2 separate regions of the Mus musculus genome follow, and region 1 is linked to region 2. The links are chromatin contacts, called in public HiChIP or PLAC-seq maps. All regions are on one chromosome and are shown on one strand. The core of a region is the stretch at or near the end of the contact, and the rest is flanking DNA. Distances in the headings are between cores, read along the strand shown.

Region 1 (3,420 bases), core at 577-3,076, 240 kb after region 2:
GACTAAGTCCCCAAGTGCCCAAGATACTGTAAGGTTGTACTGCTGTGACACAGTAACCAACAAAAGGGAGCTCAAAGAGGGAGGCGTTAGTTTGGCTCATACTTCAGGGGTACAAGTCTGTCCTGGACGGGCAGGCAGCAGGAGCCTGAGGCAGCTGGTCCCATGGCAGCCACAGTCAGGAAGCAGAGAGATGGTGGATGGTGCTGTCTGCTTGCTCGTTCTTTTTTTATATAGTCCTCTACGTTGGCCCAAAGGATGGTACTGTCCATATTGGGGTGGGGCTTCCCTTCACAACCAACAAAATCTAGAAACTCTATCAGACATGTCCAGAGGTTAGATCCTGTCAGTCTGACAATCCATACTGACCACCGTGGAAGGCCACAGGCCCTGCTCAGTGATAGAGTGCTGACTTCCTGTATAGAGGCCCTGAGTTCACCTAGGAACAGCTGTCTGAGCTCTTTGTTATGACACTGTTCTATTTCCAAATGGGCTTCAAAAGTTCAAGACATCACTCTATTTTTTTTTTTCTATCTGCCTGTTAGAAGGTTTTGTTTGCTACAGGGAGGACAAGAACGCTTCATCTCCTGTTTAAGTTCAACTTGACTTGACGTGTAAAGACAGAATGCCTTGTCTAGCCCACACCTTTATCTGAGCAGCTGTGCATCTATGAAACTAAGAGGCAGCATGTCTTCTGTCTTACAGCTGACATCCCAGCATCCTTACGCAGAAGTCTTCATCGGCCGGCCACACGTCTGGACTGTGGATCTCAATAACCGAGAGGAAGTAGAAGATGCAGTAAAAGCCATCTTAAACCAGAAGGTTGCTGTTTGTTTGTTTGTTTGTTTGTTTGTTTGTTTGTTTGTTTGTTTTGTCTGTTTTTCCACCTGCCTGCATTTGACCTGTGCCCTGGAACACATGTGGGACATTGCAGTCCCTTGCTGTCAGTAAACAGAGCAGACCATAGCCTAGCCATAGCATCTGGCCTGAGGATTTTGAGGAGGCTCTGGGAGATACAAAACAGCTGGTGGCAGATGTGGGCTTGGGTCTCAGACCCTGCTGACAGGCCTTTTAGGCTCATGGGTCCCAGGCATGAAGAGAGCGGCTAGAGTCATACATGTTCACATGATCTAATCCTGTCCTTGGAGAGATCTGTAGAAAATTGGTAGCTTATCCTACCTAACCCAAAAGGGTAAAAGTTATAAAGTAGGGTGTGTATGTGTGTGCATTTACATGTTTCTGTGAACTTGGGTGTGTTACACATGCATTCACATGTGTGTGAGTTCTCTGTTGCTCTCCACTGTATTTTTCTTGAGACTTGTATTTTTCACTAAGTCTCAAGCACATTGGCCTGGCAGGCTGGCCAGTGAGCTCTAGCGATCCACCTGTCTCCACCTCCAGCAGCAAAATTGCAGACATGCCCCACCCATGAGACACTTGGGGCCACAGATCTGAAGTTGGTCATTATCCCCAGTCTCATAGTTTTCTACAGAGTATGGTCTCTTTTTCTACCTAAACATGAGGTAGAATCTTGTTAAAGTAACCATTCTAGACGTATCTGATCAGTTTAAAAAGCATTGCTTAAATGCCTTTTGTATACAGGGCACTCTCCAAGTCATTCTGGGAAGACAGGGGATGTCTGTGCCCACCATAGATTGAGCTGCCCCCCAAACGTCTGCCTCCATAGGGAGTCTGCCATCCTGTGGGAGTTTAGTTTGCCCAGGACTGCTTTGGAAACTCTGAGGCACAGCCTCCCTGCCTTCTCCTCTCAAGCACCTTCCCCTTTGGTTATTTCCTGTTTGTGTAAGTGAGCTGTGAGGCGATCCGTAAACACAGACTCAAGAAGGAACTACTAACGGTGGTCCTCTGCCCCATCACCAACAATGCCGTGGGCTCCATATAGATGGACTGCTGGTGACTTCCTCTGACATGTGATCTCCACTTCCTGTTATGTAATGCAGAGGACACAGGTGTCAGGGTGCCAGCTGATGCCATGTAGCAGAGCCCAGTGCCATCTTTCCTGCCCTTCCCTCAGATGCCTCAGTGGCCATCAGAATGCTTCCTTCATCCCATGATCTTCTCCCTGTCCCCCTTCCATGATATTTAAGCTCCTGTATAGAAATCACAGGGCTATTGTGAAGCCATAAACCACACTGTACCTTGTCTCTCCAGCTCCCAATCCCAAGCTTCGGTTCTCTCGTATTTTCATATCATAACTCGCCCTCTGGACTAAGGCTGATCCGCAGCTGGAAGAATACTTGCCTAGCATGCACAAGTCCTAGGTTCCATCCCCAGTACCAAATAAGCCAGATATAATACCACATGTCTGATTCTAGCATCCAGGAGGTGGAGACAGGAGGATCAGAAGTTCAAGGTCACCCTCACCTATATAGCAAGGCTACCAGCTTAGACTATATAAGACATTTTCTCAGAGTAAAAGAAGTTCAGCCCTCCTAAGGCCTCTAGCTGAGCTCCATGGTCTTGGCACTTCATCCCTTTGGTTTGTAGCGTGAGTTCTTTGGATACATTCCCACCTCAACCACTACTGCAGACCAGCCCTTTCTCTCTCTATGCGTCCCTCAGAGCAGCGACCATGTCTTCATTCACCTGATGTTTGCTAAATCCCTGCACTCTGCCCAGCCCTGGGGTGCTGGTGATCCACAGCCATAAGCTTTATCCCACATGGTCCACCTACTAGCAAGTGGTAATGTCCACCCTTTTGAAGCCCTACTATGTGCTTGACACTATCCAAGCAGTTTCCCATGTACCTTCGCCACAGCTTAACAGAGAACAGTTAACGACTTAACACAGCTTCTTCTTGCAACTTGTTTACACATCAGGTACCTAAGACTTTGGGGAAGGGAGTTTGTTCAGGGTCTAGAGAGGAGCACAATGGGGCCTGAGCCCAGTCTGTCCAGTTCCAGGTCTGTCTGTAGTTTTAACGCTCCTGTGTGAGAACTAGTAAGTACCTCGTGTCCCATGTCCCCTTTCACAGTGCCCTGTTGTTTCTGCAGATTGAGCCGTATATGCCATATGAGTTCACATGTGAAGGCATGCTGCAGAGAATCAACGCTTTCATTGAAAAACAGGTAAGGCCTTCCAAAGTGTGTGTGTGTGTGTGTGTTTGCACGTGCGTGCTATGTCCCACTTCCTGTTTCCCAGCCCTCACTTGGTGCACTTCTCTGGTTAGTTGCCTGCTTTGGAAAACTTCACGTGACTCCATGACAACTCGTCATTTTTAAATGTTGCACTGTCATGGTCACCCAAGGGAGCCAGTCTTCCCTTGGAGTGTGTTCTCCAGGGCAGTGAAAGGTCATATGGACACTGACATTTGAGTGGTAAAGATGGCCTCCTTCCCGAACACTGGATTGTACCCTGAGCAGACCAAGGCATCTTGAGGACCAAGAAGGGTGAAAGACAGTA
Region 2 (3,460 bases), core at 769-3,268:
GTAGACAAGAACAAAGTGGGTCATCTCTTTCCTTGTTTGGTTCCTGTTACCTAAGTGGCTTTATTCTGATCATCTTCCAACCCCAGATGGATGTGTTCTTGTCTACTGGCATAAATGTTTGGTGAGATTCAGTGGTGGGAGTAAGTACTCCTTGTGCTTATTCAGCAAATGTTACAATAGATGAAAGATTGGTCGAGTCCGTGGATGAAGTTTTAAAACGATGGCTGAGGATGATGAGAAATGGAGGTAGCGGAGGACAAGGGGAAAAAAAAAAAAAACCAAAACAACTGTTACTAAGCTGGAAGGCCTGCTGAAGAAGACCAGGGCATGAGGTAACCTGGTAACTGGTGTTTCTATGGCTACCACATGCTCCTTTTTCCCTCACCCCCACCCCTCTGGTGCTGCTGAGGTGTCTGACTGCAGTAGAGAAGGTAGATTGGCTGTAGAAGGTGGGGCATTGTGCTTGACCACAGTGGTGAGACCGGAGACCTGATGGAGTGGAGGACTTCGGGAAGACTCGGGTCAGAAACCTGATGAATAGAGTGAAGAACTACAGAAAAATTTGGAAGGCAGTGGATGCAGAACTCTATGGAAGGAGAATAGCCCAGGAGTCCTGAGAGCCGAGTCCTGGACAGTGAACCAGGAAGTGTGCTAGCCACCTGGCTCAGGTACCGTGAAGGTCAAAGCCATTGGATTCCAAGCAAGAACAATATTGCAAGTCCAAGACAGTGGGTTCTAAAATTTGCCATTCATAAGAACCCTTTTGGATATGGGAAGAAGATAGGGAAGTGTCCATTTATTCCCCACTAAAACTAATGCTTTAAGATATAATTTCATAAATTGACAGTAGTATGTGTTTTGTTTTAAATAAATTAATGTACACTAGGTGGGAGCCTGTGCTTATATCTGGCCAGTGGGATGTATGACTCCGTCTAGAAAGCCTCTGGCTGGCTGGCCCAGTCCTTGATGGTGGGAGACCAGACTTAGTGGCTTGTGTAGACAGACACCATGCTTCTCTGTATCTCCCCATGGTTGGCAGCTAAGGCGCTCTTAGGGAGAGGCCATGAGGTTACCCTGCTTCTGGCTCTTTCCAAGCCTACTGTGTGGAGACCATCGTATTTACTTACTGACTTCTGCTATGCTGGGCATGGACTCCCCTGTCTCTAGACTGGGATTTGCAGAGATTCTTAGCCTTTTGCAGGTACTCAGTCTCGAGCCTACACACTCAGCAGAAGGTCTATAGTTTTAGATTCTAGCCCTCCTTCTGCTGTTTCTCTCCCTCTCTTCCTTCTCCTTCCCCATTCCTTGCCTTCCTTCTCCTCCCCTCCCCTCCTCTCTCCTCCCCCCTCTTCCTCCCTCCTCTTCCCCAATCCTCCTCCTCTCTCCTCCCCCCTCCTCCCATTCCTCCCTCCCCTCTCTTCTCCATTCTTCTTCCTTTCCTGCCTCCCTCCTTCTTTTCTCTGTCTTTCCCTCCTCCCTCACCTTCATTTCTTCTTCTGTGCCTCCCCTCCTTTCTTTCCCTCTTCCTTTTTTTTGTATGTACATTGATTTTTTTTTTATCCTTTAAGGATTACCACCCCTCCCCCCAACACACACACACACACACACACACACACACACACACACACATTAGGAACCCAGGGTCCAGTCTTGCTGAATTTTGAAACTTGATCTAGAAGTAAACCCTAAGCTTTGAGGGGTAAGTGGGAGCCAGTTTAAATTCTGGTGTTGCCCTTTGCTGCTGAGCCAGTTGGTTAACCGCTGACTTCCAGTTTCATGTTAAAAGTAGAGCAGGGAAAGTCTGGTAAGGATGTGTGTGTGTTCGTGTGTAATCAAAGGTGTGAACAGCACATGTGAAAATAAAGTCCCTTCCCGTCAGTAGACTCAGTAACTCAGGACCTTTGTCATCTTTCAAATATCCCTTCCCTGTGCCATTGCTTCCTGTACACTTGAGAGCAGAGAGCCTTGACTAAGCTTTCTCCTAGGCTCTTTCACAGGCTGTTTAGGTGTCTTTGATGTTGGCTCCTTAACCTTTGTCTTTTAAGTTCCTCCCCCCCAGTCGTAATGCTTTAAGGGCAGGTTAGTCTGTTCTTAGTCATATCCTGGTGTCTGATCATAAAACAACTCATTAATGTGTGTGCCTATCCTGTCCCAGCACACAGTTTGATAAGGAACTAACTGATTACACAGGGGGAAGAAATAAAATAATACTTCTTAGACTAGGCGTAGGGATCAGGTAGGAGGAGAGGGGGCAGGGGAGGGATATGTTTCAGAGTTATCCCCTTAGCATCATGGCGGGGAAATAGACAGGCATTGGGCTGGAGCAGTATCTGAGGGCTTTGCATCCTAATCCACAGGCAGCAGCAGGCAGAGAGAGAGAGAGAGACAGAGAGACAGGGGCAAGGAGACTCACACACACACACACACACACACACACACAGAGAGAGAGAGAGAGAGAGAGAGAGAGAGAGAGAGAGAGAGAGAGAGCGCACCACAGGGCCTGGTGTGGGCCCACTCCCAGTGACATACCTCCTCCAGCAACAAGATCACCTAATCCTAACAAACAATTTAGCATCAATTGGGTACTAAGCATTCAAATATATGAGCCTGTGGTGTGTGTGCGGCAGGGAATGGGGAACATTCAAACCTCCACAGTGTTCGTGGTGACATAGGCCTATAGTCCTAGCACTGGGAAGGAAGGAGGAGGGAGACAGACAGGGAATGCAAGGTCAGCTCATGGTATATTGAAAATCTGTGTCAAAAAAGAACACGTGAATAAATACATAAATGAATGACAAATAAAGCCAAAATTTTCATTTATGATTGGAATTTCAACATTGATGTTAATATTTGTACCCTGCCTGCCTTCCCTCCTTTCTTCCATCTTAGTCCCCCCTTTCTTTCTCCCTTCCTTTATCCTTCCATCCCTCTCTCCCTCTCTTTTCTCTCCCTTTGTTTCTCTTTTGCTCGAGAGAATGGTTTTGTAACATAAGACTCTTTGAAATTCTTAATCATTTAATATTTTTACTATTAAGATGGGATAATGGATGTGAACATCAGAATAATTGAAAACAAGAGCCTAATGCTGTACCTGCAATGTAATAGCTGTGCTATATAAAGTGTGTTGTCATTTTAAATTCGAATAAAGAGAAAAGAGGTGTTCATATTCTCTGCAGGCAGCTCAGCCTTCTGTGAAAAGGACCCTATTGATTAAACCCTTAGAAAGTTTAAAAAGCCCCCCTTTTAGCTCTAAGATATTGGCATTACTTATGATGGATGCCTACGAGCAGATAAAACGGTTGAGTCTTTTTGGTGGAAGAAGCCGGGATCTTTTCACAGCAAGAGGCAGTGGAAGAATATTCGCTGCAATTAAAAGCTGCAGTGTGAGTTTCATGAAATGTACATTTTTCATGCCTGAAGAGTCAGTTAAAAAAAAGTAATAGCCTGCTAGAAATGAAAT

The links. HiChIP or PLAC-seq counts read pairs in DNA pulled down with a chosen protein or histone mark.
Region 1: an H3K27ac HiChIP or PLAC-seq map of double positive thymocytes shows a contact between it and region 2, with 6 read pairs. The contact joins two enhancer-like sites. A contact is called at or near these places in 2 of 15 datasets of contacts at CTCF or cohesin (embryonic stem cells and large pre-B cells), 8 of 484 Hi-C or Micro-C datasets (the HL-1 cell line and embryonic stem cells), 7 of 115 datasets of contacts at active chromatin or transcription factors (CD8 T cells, acute myeloid leukemia, double positive thymocytes and 3 more) and 1 of 9 other capture datasets (embryonic stem cells).

Annotation. Positions count from the first base shown.
Region 1 is chr1:127,468,490-127,471,909 of GRCm38.p6, forward strand. It overlaps Mgat5 (mannoside acetylglucosaminyltransferase 5), which reads left to right. Exons shown (of 18, transcript NM_145128.3): 15 at 703-819; 16 at 3,012-3,086. The region is part of intron 1 of Gm41947 (a long non-coding RNA gene); the gene reads right to left. Among named protein-coding and RNA genes, the nearest start is that of Gm41947, 9.3 kb to the right of the region's middle. Within about 2 kb of position 1,827, at least 20 of the 459 cell types and tissues checked have an H3K27ac peak or open chromatin away from gene starts, as enhancers often do. A contact at or near this core is called in double positive thymocytes, where this site is marked.
Region 2 is chr1:127,231,378-127,234,837 of GRCm38.p6, forward strand. All of the region lies in intron 1 of Mgat5 (mannoside acetylglucosaminyltransferase 5), which reads left to right. Among named protein-coding and RNA genes, the nearest start is that of Mgat5, 28 kb to the left of the region's middle. Within about 2 kb of position 2,019, at least 68 of the 459 cell types and tissues checked have an H3K27ac peak or open chromatin away from gene starts, as enhancers often do. A contact at or near this core is called in double positive thymocytes, where this site is marked.